Linked DNA regions of Zea mays: all the other regions are linked to region 1. Evidence: chromatin contacts called from public Hi-C data. All regions are on one chromosome and are shown on one strand. Each heading gives the region's core, a stretch centred on a gene start, on an enhancer-like site or on the middle of the called end of the contact. The rest is flanking DNA. Distances are from core to core; before and after follow the strand shown.

What was found. A called contact is a pair of places that touch in the nucleus more often than the background predicts.
Region 2: a contact with region 1 is called in a Hi-C map of endosperm, with 7 times the contacts expected there. The contact joins the promoter of LOC100280773 here to the promoter of LOC100282059 in region 1. A contact is called at or near these places in 11 of 25 Hi-C or Micro-C datasets (bundle sheath, ear, endosperm and 4 more).
Region 3: a contact with region 1 is called in a Hi-C map of leaf, with 7 times the contacts expected there. The contact joins the enhancer-like site here to the promoter of LOC100282059 in region 1. A contact is called at or near these places in 4 of 25 Hi-C or Micro-C datasets (endosperm, leaf and tassel).

Annotation. Positions count from the first base shown.
Region 1 is chr6:46,098,934-46,103,286 of Zm-B73-REFERENCE-NAM-5.0, forward strand. It overlaps LOC100282059, which reads right to left and starts at 1,673. Exons shown (of 2, transcript NM_001154972.2): 1 at 1,572-1,673; 2 at 973-1,428. The coding sequence starts at 1,639. The coding sequence ends at 1,245. LOC103629248 (a long non-coding RNA gene) reads right to left here. Exons shown (of 2, transcript XR_554248.4): 2 at 2,984-3,435.
Region 2 is chr6:46,296,979-46,301,326 of Zm-B73-REFERENCE-NAM-5.0, forward strand. It overlaps LOC100280773, which reads right to left and starts at 2,475. Exons shown (of 5, transcript NM_001153695.1): 1 at 2,425-2,475; 2 at 2,299-2,355; 3 at 2,110-2,184; 4 at 942-1,046; 5 at 460-831. The coding sequence starts at 2,316. The coding sequence ends at 715. It overlaps LOC100285427, which reads right to left. Exons shown (of 2, transcript NM_001158320.1): 2 at 2,868-4,348. The coding sequence ends at 3,059. It overlaps LOC103629252, which reads left to right. Exons shown (of 6, transcript XM_008650422.2): 6 at 1-298. The coding sequence ends at 132.
Region 3 is chr6:45,882,854-45,887,289 of Zm-B73-REFERENCE-NAM-5.0, forward strand. No RefSeq gene overlaps it. Among protein-coding and RNA genes, the nearest start is that of LOC100501573, 44 kb to the right of the region's middle. Within about 2 kb of position 1,593, at least 20 of the 20 cell types and tissues checked have an H3K27ac peak or open chromatin away from gene starts, as enhancers often do. A contact at or near this core is called in endosperm, leaf and tassel, where this site is marked.

The DNA.
Region 1 (4,353 bases), core at 423-2,922:
TCATCCAGGCACATGGCGTAGAGGAGTAGAAGGAAGCGAAGGCGACGAGACGGTTCTTCGTTTGGAGGCGGCTGGGCCTGGGCCTAGAAAGACCGACGCTTCGAGAAAGGGAGTTCGGTTGCGGCCTGTGGCCATTCAAATTGCATTGGACGCACCAAGTTTTTTGTGACGACGTGGACGCACGGGAGCACACGTTTACGTCGCGCTTTGTATATAAGGAAAGGAATACACCAGCACATCACATATGCTTAGACACGATTAGACTGCATGTTCATTTCAGAATCAAGTAACTTTTATTTTCCATCATATATTTCGCTTTAACTTTTTCTTTCTGTCTATTCTTTAGGTTCATTCAATTAAAATCACATTAAGAGCTCTCTCACTCTCTCTCTCGCCGAAAAATATTTCCAAGCACATTAAGATACTCATACATTTGTTCTTTTTGGGCTAGTTAGATATCACTACAGGGCTTTGCTGTGTTTTTTTTTATTTTGTAGGTTAATGAAATAATCAATTTAAAAACTAAAAAAAATAACTGTTCAAATTTATTTAAGAAATTGCGTTCTAGTAGGGAAATTGCCGTAGCATTGCCCATTACTATTCCATTATTTCCTTTATAAAGATATCGATATTCTGTTATCTAAAGGGGCGAAGAGAAAAACCCATAACAGTAGCCGGAACTGTAGCTGGTCATGTCGATGCTTCGAATTTCAGGGTACTCTGCATTATGCAACGATCGTTTCAGAGTCTAACTGTGCTGTCCAAGTGGATCAAGGTACTTAGATACTCTCTCTCTCTCTCTCTCTCTTGGCTCAGTTACTTAGATATCATGAGGTTCTCAGGTTTTCTAGCACTGCAAAGATGTTATCAGTTTTTCACCTCAACAGAGTGAGATGCAGAACTGAAGCAAGCAGTGACGCTGACGCATGGGGCCGTCAGAGAGACACACCACAGACAGACACATGTAGATGTAGTAATAACGCAGAAAAACACGCATATAGATCTAATATTAAATCCGGCACGAGACGGACAGGATCGACGGAGGCGGCATCGCCGTCGTGAAGCCGCGAGGACGTTCAGACGAACCCCAGGACCAGGAGACGCAGGCGAGGAGCGAGCGACCATGGATAATGGCGGGTGCAGTTGACAGGATCTTATTTACTGGACGCCGCTATTATATTTATACGCCTCGTCGTCGTCCTCCTCCTCTCGACTCTCGTGCGCCATCGCCGGGCCGGGCCAGCTCAGTTGCAGCTGCAGCAGGAGCAGCCGCAGCTGGTGCCGCACTTGCAGGTGTTGCAGTCGCAGCCGCCGCCCTCGGTGGCCGCCTCGAAGCCGCCGGCGCTGGCCTTGGTGGTCGGCGCGGCGAGGACCGTGGTCTTGACGCTGCTGGTGGCGGCGGTCTCCACGTCAGGGTACATACCGCAGCTGCATGCATATGACCGGATGGATCACTCATATAATCACATGTACACGTTCAGACGCCGCACACACACCAACACCATCATGCGTCGTCTACATACTCGAGCGTCTCTACTCAATTAACACGATGTGAGATTATCTATTATTACCCGTTGCATCCGCTGCCGCAGGAGCAGCTGGAGCCGCACCCGCACTTGCCGCCGCAGCAAGACGACATGATCACAGGCGAAGGGAGGAGGTGTGGTTCTTGCTTGTGCTGCTGCCTTGTTGCTTTTGCTTGTGATGAGAGGATGGCAGGGTGGGGAGAGGGGTATAAATAGGCGGGGGTGACGAATCGGAGTGGAGTGAACGGCGCACGGCAGCCGGTGGCCGGAAAGAATGGATGCGGGCGGGCGAGCCAGGGACCACCCCCCACGGCCCGACCTGCTCTGCTTTGGGAGCAGGAATACGGATAGAGTAGAGAGACACGAGCCTCTCTTTCCCTGATCTTTTTGGTTTTTTTTTGGAGGCAGAGCCAGAGGTAGGACCGTAGGAGCAAGGGGGAAAAGAGAATCTTGCTGCAGTATTTTCACTCTAATTAACTAGTCATTTTTAAAAAAAAATCAAGTTACGGAAGTTCTTTTTAACAAAAAAAACTAGTTTCATGTTTGCATCTCTAGTAGCCTAGTAGGTGGTTTCCATCACATATTTTATCGGTTTGGGTGTGCACAATCCACTATCCTATCTAGGACTAAGGTTGTCTCCATCAATGTCCTCTATATCTATCTTCGATATTCATTTTTTACAGTATGCTTTAAAAGATTTTATTCTCTATATATCCTTCATATACAACATTCTCTAAATCACGTTATCTATATTCAAATACCTATATTAAAGATATTTTTTATTTTTATTTTTTGTACATATGTATTTGTCATACTCTCAGATGTATTATATATATTTTAGTTTTGCTAAACCGGTTATTTAAAGTATTCAAATGGATAGAGGACCGTTTAGGGAAACTCTATATATAGAGAATCCAACAACGTCTTTTAAATTTAGATGACTGTTTAGAAGACATTGCTGAAAAGCGTATATGACTGTTTGATCCTCTAAATTTAGGATAGAGCACCCTTGTTGGAGCCCGTCTAAGAATTCAGAGGTAGGCTTCAGATATATGTCATAATATATGTATGTTAAACCGGTACCATGGCCAAAAACTCTGCATCTGTGCTCTCTGTTCCTACTGGTGATGGTCACCCAGCAGAGAGACGAGAGGTTGCAGCACCTGCTGCTAGAAGAAGAATGCCATAGTGCCATGGATCGATGCCATGCTCTCGTAGAAGTTTACTGCGCCATTCTCTGCCAGTGCCGTCACTGTCGTATGCAGGTTGCCGAATCAGAATCTTTCCACGTCGTCGGGCGACGATTAGATTGCATAAAAGATCGGACCGACATCAGATCAGTGATCATGGACGCGGCCGGCGTTCGTTAATACTCCCTCTATAGCAAATTAGTAATCGTTTTAGTAGGTCTTTTTATGTCTATATTAAAAATAAATAATATTAAATCTAGACACATATACAAAACATACATATTAATTATTGAACGAATTTGTTAAAAGTCTTATATGACTTCTATTGTGGAACGGAGGGAGTAAACAGTGTAATCTATCGTACAAATTCGCTATTTTACACGATCTGCCGCGGACAGCCTAAGGCTGACTCAAGCAACTCCAAACATGACTGCGGATACGCAAAAAGGTATAAGGAAAAACTATTATTTACTAGTCCAGCATATCACGGATGTGATTGCGTAAAATGTTAGACCTTGTCTCTCATTGCGGATATTCACTGGTACACATCTCTTCCGCAAATCATTGTTTTCAGTCGTTGCCTCCTTTTCCCCTTCCAGTCGAACCCTAGGACCGCCACCAAAATTCAACCTCGTAGACGCGGCTTCGCCATCAACCATTCGCTCCGCCTTCTAGGATGGGCGGAGCAGCTCTGAAGCGCCACCGAGAGAGTTCAGAGGCTAGACGTTCGAAAAAGAGAAGCACCCCATCAGATTTGGGGAAGGACTCGACTTTCGTTAATACTCCCCCTCTACCAAATTAGTAGTCGTTTTAGATCATATTTTTTATGTCTATATTAAAAATAAATGATAATAAATTTAGACACATATACAAAACACATACATCAATTATTGAACGAATTTGTTGAAAGTCTAATACGACTTTTTGTGGAACAGAGGAGTAATAGTCTCTCTCCAACACCTATCTTATCACATGTAACACCACTGGTGTTACATTAACTAAAACTCTGATATGTCATCATAAACATTTGTATTAACTTGCTTACACTTAGAGTGCATTTACTAGGGTAAATGTTTTCTAAAGTGTGATGGTTTTGAGCTAAAGCATAGGACTTAGGGTAAGAGTTTTGCTTGAACTAAGTAGGTGATGGTCATCTCTTAAGAAAGTGACAAGATGGCTTGGAGTCTTAAGTACTAAAGACAAGTTTTAGAACCTAGATTAACTTTACTTTGAAGTGTTAGTCAAGTGGAAGAAACACTTGAGGTGGTGGATCAACTTTAAAACCTAAGTCGAGACAAAGTGAAATATTGTATAACCAAAGCAAACAACTGCTCAACTAATGACACTTTGGACACGAGCTCTATAAACCAAAGTTAGATCTTAGGTCAAAGAATACCTTTGCTTTTTGGAGGAAGGATCAAATTGGTATAACACTTGAAGAAAGTGAAGAACATGTGAAGCCCTAAATTAGTCCCAATAGTGGAATCCTAAATTCATTAAGGATCTTCTAAAAGTCCATATACCAAAGTTGTAGAGCTTGGGAAAGTGAATAACTTTCATATTTAGAGATTTCCAAGTTGTGTAGAGAAATTTGGAGTAATTTGTAAAAGTTCAGTTTGGGTTCAGATTGGAATTCC
Region 2 (4,348 bases), core at 1,225-3,724, 200 kb after region 1:
GTCGCCGGTGGCGCCATCGGAGCAGCCTTGGAGCTCATCAGCCACCGCAGGCACGTCGATCGGTTGAGAACCGATGGCCAGACAATGGAACTGACACATGAACCAAATCCGCTCACAAGCGGTCGTAAATAAAACAATGGATGTGGAGAGATTGCCGTGCTGAGGAGGTACTCGACCACCGAAACTCATGTTAGACACATACTCCTGTCCTGGTGTTGCAATTCACGCCATAAGGAGTGTGTGTTGGGATTATAATATGCTCACTCACATTATACCATTCTTTATTATTTGTCGCTCACTAATTTATTTTTTATTTTTAAACTAAACGGCGACAAATAAAAAAGAACAGAGGGAATATAATCCAACAACTAAATTTGTTGGATTATATAATCTAGGTAGATTATATAATCCCAAACAAACACCTCCATACACTATGCCATGCCATTCATACACTATGTATGCGATACACGGATCGGAACCGGTGATTCAAGCAGTGGGGTCTGTCGATACATCAAAGAAGCATCCTGTTCAAGTCTGCTACAAGAAGCAAAATCCAGCCCTAGCATCCTGCCTTAAGCTGAATCCCCCACCATCAACACACATAGCGAATTCTGCCGCGACTTACACTCCCATGCTTTGAGCATTTGGCATACACCTTACACCCAATAGCACAACGTACTGCTAGCAAACAGACTCTCTACGTGTACAGGGTACTCATTTCGGGTTCCTGAGGACGATGATGACCGAATCCCCGCGGAGGAACATCTTGCTTATGAACCTGTCCTTGTTCACCGGGAGAGCCTTCTTCTTGCCTTTACCGGTCTTCGGTACCTGTAACAGCGCGAGTCAAACAGGTGTTCAGAAACGGTTCGTGGACACGGCAAGTTCAAGCCAGGAGGGAGACTGGACAGAAGCTTAAGAGACCGTTCGGTTCGGCCTACCTCGGTCCACATCTCACGAACATTCTCAAGAACCATGTTGCAGTGCCGATCGAAGGCTCGCACGCGACCAAGCAACTTCTTGTTGTTCCGGCAGTTGATAAGAACCTAAGACATAAGAGACGATGTGTTATCAGAATAAGGAACAGTTAGTTGAAAAGCACCATCTATGCAACCTGAGACAGGCTGGCACAGGACACATAATATGTGATACGCGAGAGGAACAAAGATATAACGGTTAAGTAACAATGACACAGCGATCACAGTACAGCAAACGATGGTTTATGGTTAAGCGTGCACATATAAGATCGAATGGGTGCGGAAATATGGGCCATCGGGACATGATTGTCTGGTAGTTGGCAGCAACTAGGCAAGTAAATCAGTTGGTAAAAAAAATAGTAATGCTTGTTTTTGCTATTTATGAAAGAAATAAGGATGGATGACTATAAAATAGATAGTATAGACTATAGATACAGAAACCCAATAGTCTATATGACAGAGAGGTACTAGCATTATAGTCAAAACTGCCAAATTATGTTGCAATGCAATACTGACTGACTACCAAGGCCGCCAGCATTACCTCCATCCACCGAAGGTAAGAAACATGTGTGCATCACAGTTATTAAGGGGACAAGAATACAACACTGACTACAGACTAGTGCATCACTTCCACGTACCAAAATAGTATAAGAAACACAGCTGAGGGATATGTTTTAGTAAACAATTGGGAACCACAGCTAATAAACATGTCTTCGCTCAGAAGATTATTGGCCATTATGATTTGGTCAAGCAGGAGCTTCAGGCTGCTGCTGCTGCACAGAACTATACTTGTCTCAGGCTCTCAGACAATAAATGAGAAGGTTCAAATACAGCACAAATGATCATACTTGGATGAAGGATACACAAAAACTATGGCCAGATACAACCCTAACAATGGATCTAAGTTTCAGGACTACCAAGAGCAGGACCAGGAGGCAGCCAACTAAGGTTAACCATACTGACACAGCTGGACAGAAGGCACATTGCATTACTGCATAACTACAATTCATATCATAGTACCAGATTATACAACAAAAATACCAGCACATACATATTTTTCATAGTTGACCAGTAAGTCAATGTAGACAGACTGCAAAGAAGACACTGTATTTTCCAGAAGAAATCTGCCAACCTGGGTATTATTCTTGACGCTCATCATGAGCACCGAGAGAGGACCGGTGCTGAACTCCTCTTCCTCCTTTTTTATCTGTTTCGACAAAGGAAAAGAAAAGGCAAGGACCAAATCACAATTAATCCACAGCACCAGAAAGATGAGAGCAATATCCGGGGGAGGGAGGGAATGCAGTAATTTTCGGCTCACGTTGGTTTCTTCCGCCATGGGCGCCAATTGGAGCCGTCAATCTGCATACGGACGAAACTTTACCATCAGCAGGTTAAAAAAAATGGGTCGCCCGGAAGGATCTATACTCCGAAACCCGGAAATTACCTGGGTGGGCAGCGGCGAGACGGCGGCGGCGCGTCGAGAGGGATGAACTGTAGGGTTTTTCTGGAGGAAGACAAACTGGAAGCGATTTTACAGAGTGGCGCTGGGTTGGGCCCGGCCCAGTAGCATTTTGTTTCGGCCTTGTGCAGTTTCATGCCATAAATTGGCAGATGGGCCGTGATAGATTGGGCCCGGTTTAGAAACACATTTCTTGTTTCGGCCTTGTCCAGCTTCATTTTTAAAAAAGTTTATCCAGCTTCATTTTAAAAAAGTTTATCCAGCTTCATGGAATTGAAGTTTAGTATTATTTCGATTATCAAACAATGTTTGTACTGTTTCAACAAATCAATCATATATAGAGTCGCACAGTATGTTCTCCTGATAAATGATTTTCATTTAATTTACACCCACCATACAGTGAGTTATTCAGGGAGACAAACCACGAATTCAACAGAACTGACACGGCAACGAGGATTTATAAGACGAAAACATAAAGTACTGATACATAGTTCTAACTTCACACACAAACATAAAAAGGAATGGTTTGCATCTACTTCACATGGACGCAGCGATGCCATTCAGGACAGGCATCTAAGCAAAACCAACATCACGACTGACTCGACAGAGATAATGACTTTCAGTAGTTGGTAGCCCCAACATAGGGCTGCTGCCTACCATAACCGCCTGAGGGAGCGCCGCCGCTCCGATACTGCTGCTGCTGCTGGGGAGCAGGAGCCAGTAGTGGACAAGAGTTGGCAAAGTGTCCAGGCTGATTGCATTTGAAGCACAGTCCATTGCGAGGCTGCGAAGTACCGTAGGAGCTTGCTGCGCTTGCAGCCGCCTGCTGCCTGTATGTTCCTGCAGGGCAGTTCTGCACGTTGTGCCCACTTGACCCGCAGGACACGCAGGTCTGCTGCACATTCCGTGCCGCCGACACTGGAGTGGTCACCCCGGTGTACGTGCTTTCCTGCTGCGCGAGCTGGTTTGCAGACTCGCCATACCTTGGACCACTCAAATTGGTGGTGTAGGCACTGTTGGAGGTTGGCACACTTCGTCCAGCGCCAGTGTTGCTGATACCAGCATTGTAGGCCATGGCACCTTGCGCCCCAGAAGGTGAGCCAGTGTCATCCTGCAACAGGCCATTGATTACCCCTAGAAGGTAAGAACTCTCTATTGCCGGATCCAGCTTCTCTGCTTTAGTAATGTTGCACTTGACTTGCGGCGCATCATTATAGATCTCCTCCTTGACTTTCAGCGTGAACAGAAACTGCTGCCAACGAGCCGCCTGCAAGATCTCTGCAAATCGTTCCGAGTCTTCTACACTAATGTTGTTGAGCTCGTGGCCACTGTGGCCAATCATCACCTTAGCAGCATCTTCGAATGCAGTAAAATTGGTGACCCCACTGTGGTCCTGGATCTGGCCATTCAGCACGTATCTGTACTCACAATTTGGTAAGCTCTGGTCGCATTTGTCACAACGCCATGTCCCATCACCATTATCTGTTACCTTTTTGTTGCACATCCTACCATTCACGTCAATGGTGCAAGCAGGATAACAAAAATTATCTGCTATCAGATGTGAAATTGCAGCTTTAACAGTGATAAAGTCTGGCTTCTCTAACTGCCCCAGATTTTCATCCTTGATCTGAGCGATTGATTTCCGGACACAAGTACCACCCATACTTACCACTGACAGAGAAACACAAGCAGCTGTCTTTCCTCCAGTTGCGTACCAGCGCCGCAGACTCTCAGCCTCAGGAATTTCTGGGTCTATTTTTAACTGAGTTGAGCCAGCTGAGGACACAGATCTACCACTGTAGTCAGTAACGCGGGCACCTTTCAAAGCTAGAACAGGATTCAAACCAGAATCGCACAGCGACTGCAGCTGGTTGCCTTCAGCAACACACAACTTCCCCCATAAGGTAAG
Region 3 (4,436 bases), core at 343-2,842, 220 kb before region 1:
TATGGCTGCCTCAAGGACTTCGGGGATGCGGTTCCTCATTGTTTGAAATCTATTGAGGAACGACCGGAGGGTCTCATCATTCTGGCGCCTGATGGATTTGAGGTCCCATGGCTGCGTCGGCTTATTGGAGAGAGACCGGAAATTGGCAATGAAGCGACGACTGAAGTCGCTCCAATCGTCGATGCAGTGTCGAGGTAGATGTCGGAGCCACTGTAGCGCGTCTTGCCCTAGGACAATGGGCAAGTACGCCATCATGACGTCCTCCATTGCCCCAGCTACCCGAGCGGCAGTCGTGTAGACGGCCAACCAGCCACCCAGGTCTTGCTTAGGCTCATACTTGTCGACGTTAGAGACCTTGAAGTTGGGAGGCCATTGGATGGTTCGAAGACACAGAGTGAGTGTGGAGACTCCGTATGCGTCTTCATGTCGGTGTTCATGTCGTCGGTTCTGAGGAGGGCAGTCAGTAGCTGGTCGTCTCGACCGTCCCTAGAACGACCCACTGGTTGAGCCTGCCGCTGACTCAACTCGGGTGGCACAACTCCGTGCTGGTATGCCGTGATCCCGGTCGTACTCCTCCCGGTGCCTTATCTCATTTTCATGTCGTCGGTCGCGCGAGGCGTTGATGGAGCTTCGTGCATCTCGTCGGCTGTTGATGGCATGACGCAGGTCGTTCACGGGATGAGCGAGGGGTAGAAGGTGATTAGCTGCCTGAGTAAGCAGCCACCGGTAGCCGTCCGCGTCTGGGGTTCGCGGGAGACCGTCAGCCATCTGTGCAAGTACTCCTCTGACTTCACTTGGTGTGTTTAGTGCTCGAGCAAAATTGGGGTACAGGTTCCGAGCGAGGAGAGGGTTCTCTCGCCGTAGCCTGGCGTCCTGCTCGGCTAGCTCTCGCTCCTGGTCTTGAGCTTGTCGGTGATCGCGGCAGCGAGAGTTGCGCCTTTCTCGATGTACTCATTCGTCGGGAGTTTCTCCCACTTCTGAGGCTTCGTCTCGGGATATGGGCTACGTCGGATCCCGTTCCCCGGCTTGTAATACTCAAAAGTGTAATAAAGTGGATAGGGATAATCTCAATAGTTTGTGGCCTCTACTATTCATTACATGTGATCAACACTGGTTAAAAGTGGATAATTAGAACAAAGAACACATAAATACAGTAAAAAATACAGTAAAGAACACATCAACACTTGTGCATCATGCTGGATCTTACTTTGTGTGCATTTTGTGATGATATAAAAATACAGTAAAAAATAATTATTATTATTATGTTAATGCCCCAATGGGAAATTAAATCCTAAAAGAAATTCAAGAATTTATAAAAAAAGGAGAAGAAGAGAAATTACTATGTGGATAAAAATAAGTATAAAAAAATATATATATTCTTACACAGAATTGAGTTTGTACATTTGACTCAAATGTGAAGTTCATAACAAGATTCAAAATTCAAATTAGAAATTCAAATGAAAAGAAAATGAATCAAAAAGGAAAAAAAGAAGAAAAAAAAAGAAAAGAAGAAAGCCATGCGCCTGGGCCGCCACTGCTCATTTTCGGCCCACTTCATTAACCCGCCGCGTGGCCCGATTACCCCCACGCCCGCGCGCGCAGTCACCCTACCGGGTCCTTCGCTGACCAGCGGGGCCCAATCGTCATCTTCTTCCCCCACTTACTCGACGGCTCGACGCAGACCCAATCTCAACAGAAATCGCCGCATGACTCGGATCCCGCTACTGCTTCCCTGGCCGTGCGGCTGTAGCGCTACTGACGGGCAGGCCCGCTGACCAACCTTCCCATCGCGCACGGACTTCTTTCGCACGCCTAGCGAGTGGAGCGCGGATTGGTCATCGGGTGAGATCCGCTGCAAGCTCGTCTTCATCCTCTCGTGATTACCGTGGACTCCGCGCAACAGAAATCCAAGCATCGCGGCCTAGCAAATCCCATCAGAGTTCGATTCCAACCTGCATATAATTGTGCCCTCATACTACCGCACCCAGATGCATAGGACGTTCGGGTCTTCGCGTGCGCCAGGGAGACATCTACCGCCATGAAACAGAGAGACCGAAGGAGGAAGAATTGTTGTTCCTGTTTCTTGGGATTCTTCTACTATTCAGGCGTTCATCCCTCTTTCTCTCGTGGCGACGAAGACGACCGACGCCGACGCCCTGCGCCTGGTGCCAGGTTCCGTCGGGTCTTCGCCGGCGATGGACATCCACCATGGCCGACTGGCGAGAGAGAGAAAGGCAACAAGAGCGAGAGAACGGGTGTGTTGCCATCGGGAGGGAGTTCAACGGAGCCGTGCACTGGACGTCCAAGACTTCCCTGTGCGTGCGGTGTAGAGCAGACCTGGCCTCCTCGCCGGGCGTGAAGACTGCGCGAACGCCGTCGAGTCGTGGACCTGGGCGTGCTTCAAAGAGCGCCGCGGTTTGGCCTTGCCATCTTGATCGACCGGTAAAATTCTTTCCACCCTGTTCGCATTAACACCCCCTCCGCGTAGCACTCTTCAGATCCGGGTTTTGGGAACCAGAGAGGGAAACTATGCATCTCCGGCGAACTTCATTGTCGTGAGCTTGGCAGCGCCGCCGCGCGTGGGCTGCTTGATGGGGTTGTAGCTGGAGAAAGGAACAGTGGCTGTCGGATAGGCGATGGATGGACGAGATTATGGCATCGTATACCCCTTCGCGCGATCGGATTTGGGCCGTAGATGCGGAATCGGGCCGTTCTGATTTGGTTAGGGCGTGGCAAGTCATCGACCGTTGATCCCATATCCAATGGACCTAGTTGCATACAGATTCGTTATATTTGAGATCTAACCCTAGCCCTTGATTTTTAATCCAACGGCTCAGAACTACAGATACCCTTTCGGCCTGGAAGACTTGCATAAGAGCCACTCTGCTTTTCTAGAATAAACCCGCAGTCCACGTAACAGTATTGTGTAACTTAGGAAAATGTTCACTGAAGCCCCTGTCTTTTCTAGTAATTGAGGCCCAGTCCAGAACCCATTTAATTTGAATAAATGAAATAGAAAATGGATTTTAATATGAAAATAACTACTAGAACTTAATAAATTCATAGAAAATTCATACTTGCTCCAAATTAATCCATTCCACTTTCTAAAATTTTGTAATTTTATTCTCTATCACTTAGAGTCTCTGTTTTGTCATGACAATAGTAAGTAAAATAATTTCTCACTTAATCCTATTTCAACCACATAAAACCTTTGGAAATTCATATCTTAAAATCTGTAACTCCAAAAATTATGATTTTTGTTCCTAGGATTCTATTTTAATATGTAGATTATTATTGTGTATTTTGTTTACATGTTTGGTGTGATGTTAATTTTCTCTATATATTGTGCTTGTTTGTATTGTGGCGAGTAGAAGAGCCTGTGACAGAGGATCCTGGGGTTCAGCTGGTAGAGACTGCTGAGCAGGAGCTCATTGAAGGCAAGTTGTGCCCTTGATCACTTCTTTTACCCATTCATGTTCTTATTAATCATAATGATCTGCATAGGTTAATTTTGCTAGGACCCAATAGGTTACCCTAGATTTGACTATCTTTATACCTTGTTTCACCACTAGTTTTACTACTAAATTTTTGGGTAGTACATGCTATTGCTTTATGTGGATTTGGGTATAGAGATATTTATTACTCATGATTACACTTTTTATTATATGTTCATTATTTACTGTTCATGATAAGATCATTATGTTAATGGGAACATGGAGAACCACCTGGGAAAACAGTGCTACCACATGGGTTTAATGGGACGCCCTTGGCTGATTAACTAGGAAAGCTAGTGGATGACTACCTTACCCGAAAGGGGCAAGGGAAGTAGGGGAGTGGTCAGTGTAGGGAGGTCCTTGGGTTGATTTTGCTGCGATGGCGGTCAGGTGAGGGATTCCTGCACTGGAGCTTCCTATAAATTGTAGCGGGTTTTCTGAAGCTAGTGGAACTTTGTAAAGGCCTCGTAGTGGTACCCTGCCTCGCTTCCTTGGTAGAGGTGTATGGGGTCTGATCAACTCCATGGCAAATGGGTAACACGACTTGTGGGTAAAGATGTGCAACCTCTGCAGAGTGTAAAACTGGTATACTAGCCGTGCTCACGGTCATGAGCGGCTCGGACACTCACATGATTAATTTATGGAACTTAAATTTAATTTGATATTTGCATCGCATTTGGGATTATTTTACTATTAGTTTTCTTTATTATTATTAAGGTTTGGTATTTACTTACACTTAGTAACTGCTAATAAGATTTTGACCAACTTATAAAAGCAACGCTCGGCTTTAGCCTTTATTTCATTGATCAGTCTTACACTTCATGAACTCCCACCTTTGGTGAGTTCATGCCACATTATTCCCCACGACTTGTTGAGCTATGAACGTATGTGAGCTCACTCTTGCTGTCTCACACCCCCCCCCCACGGGAGAAGAACAGGTGG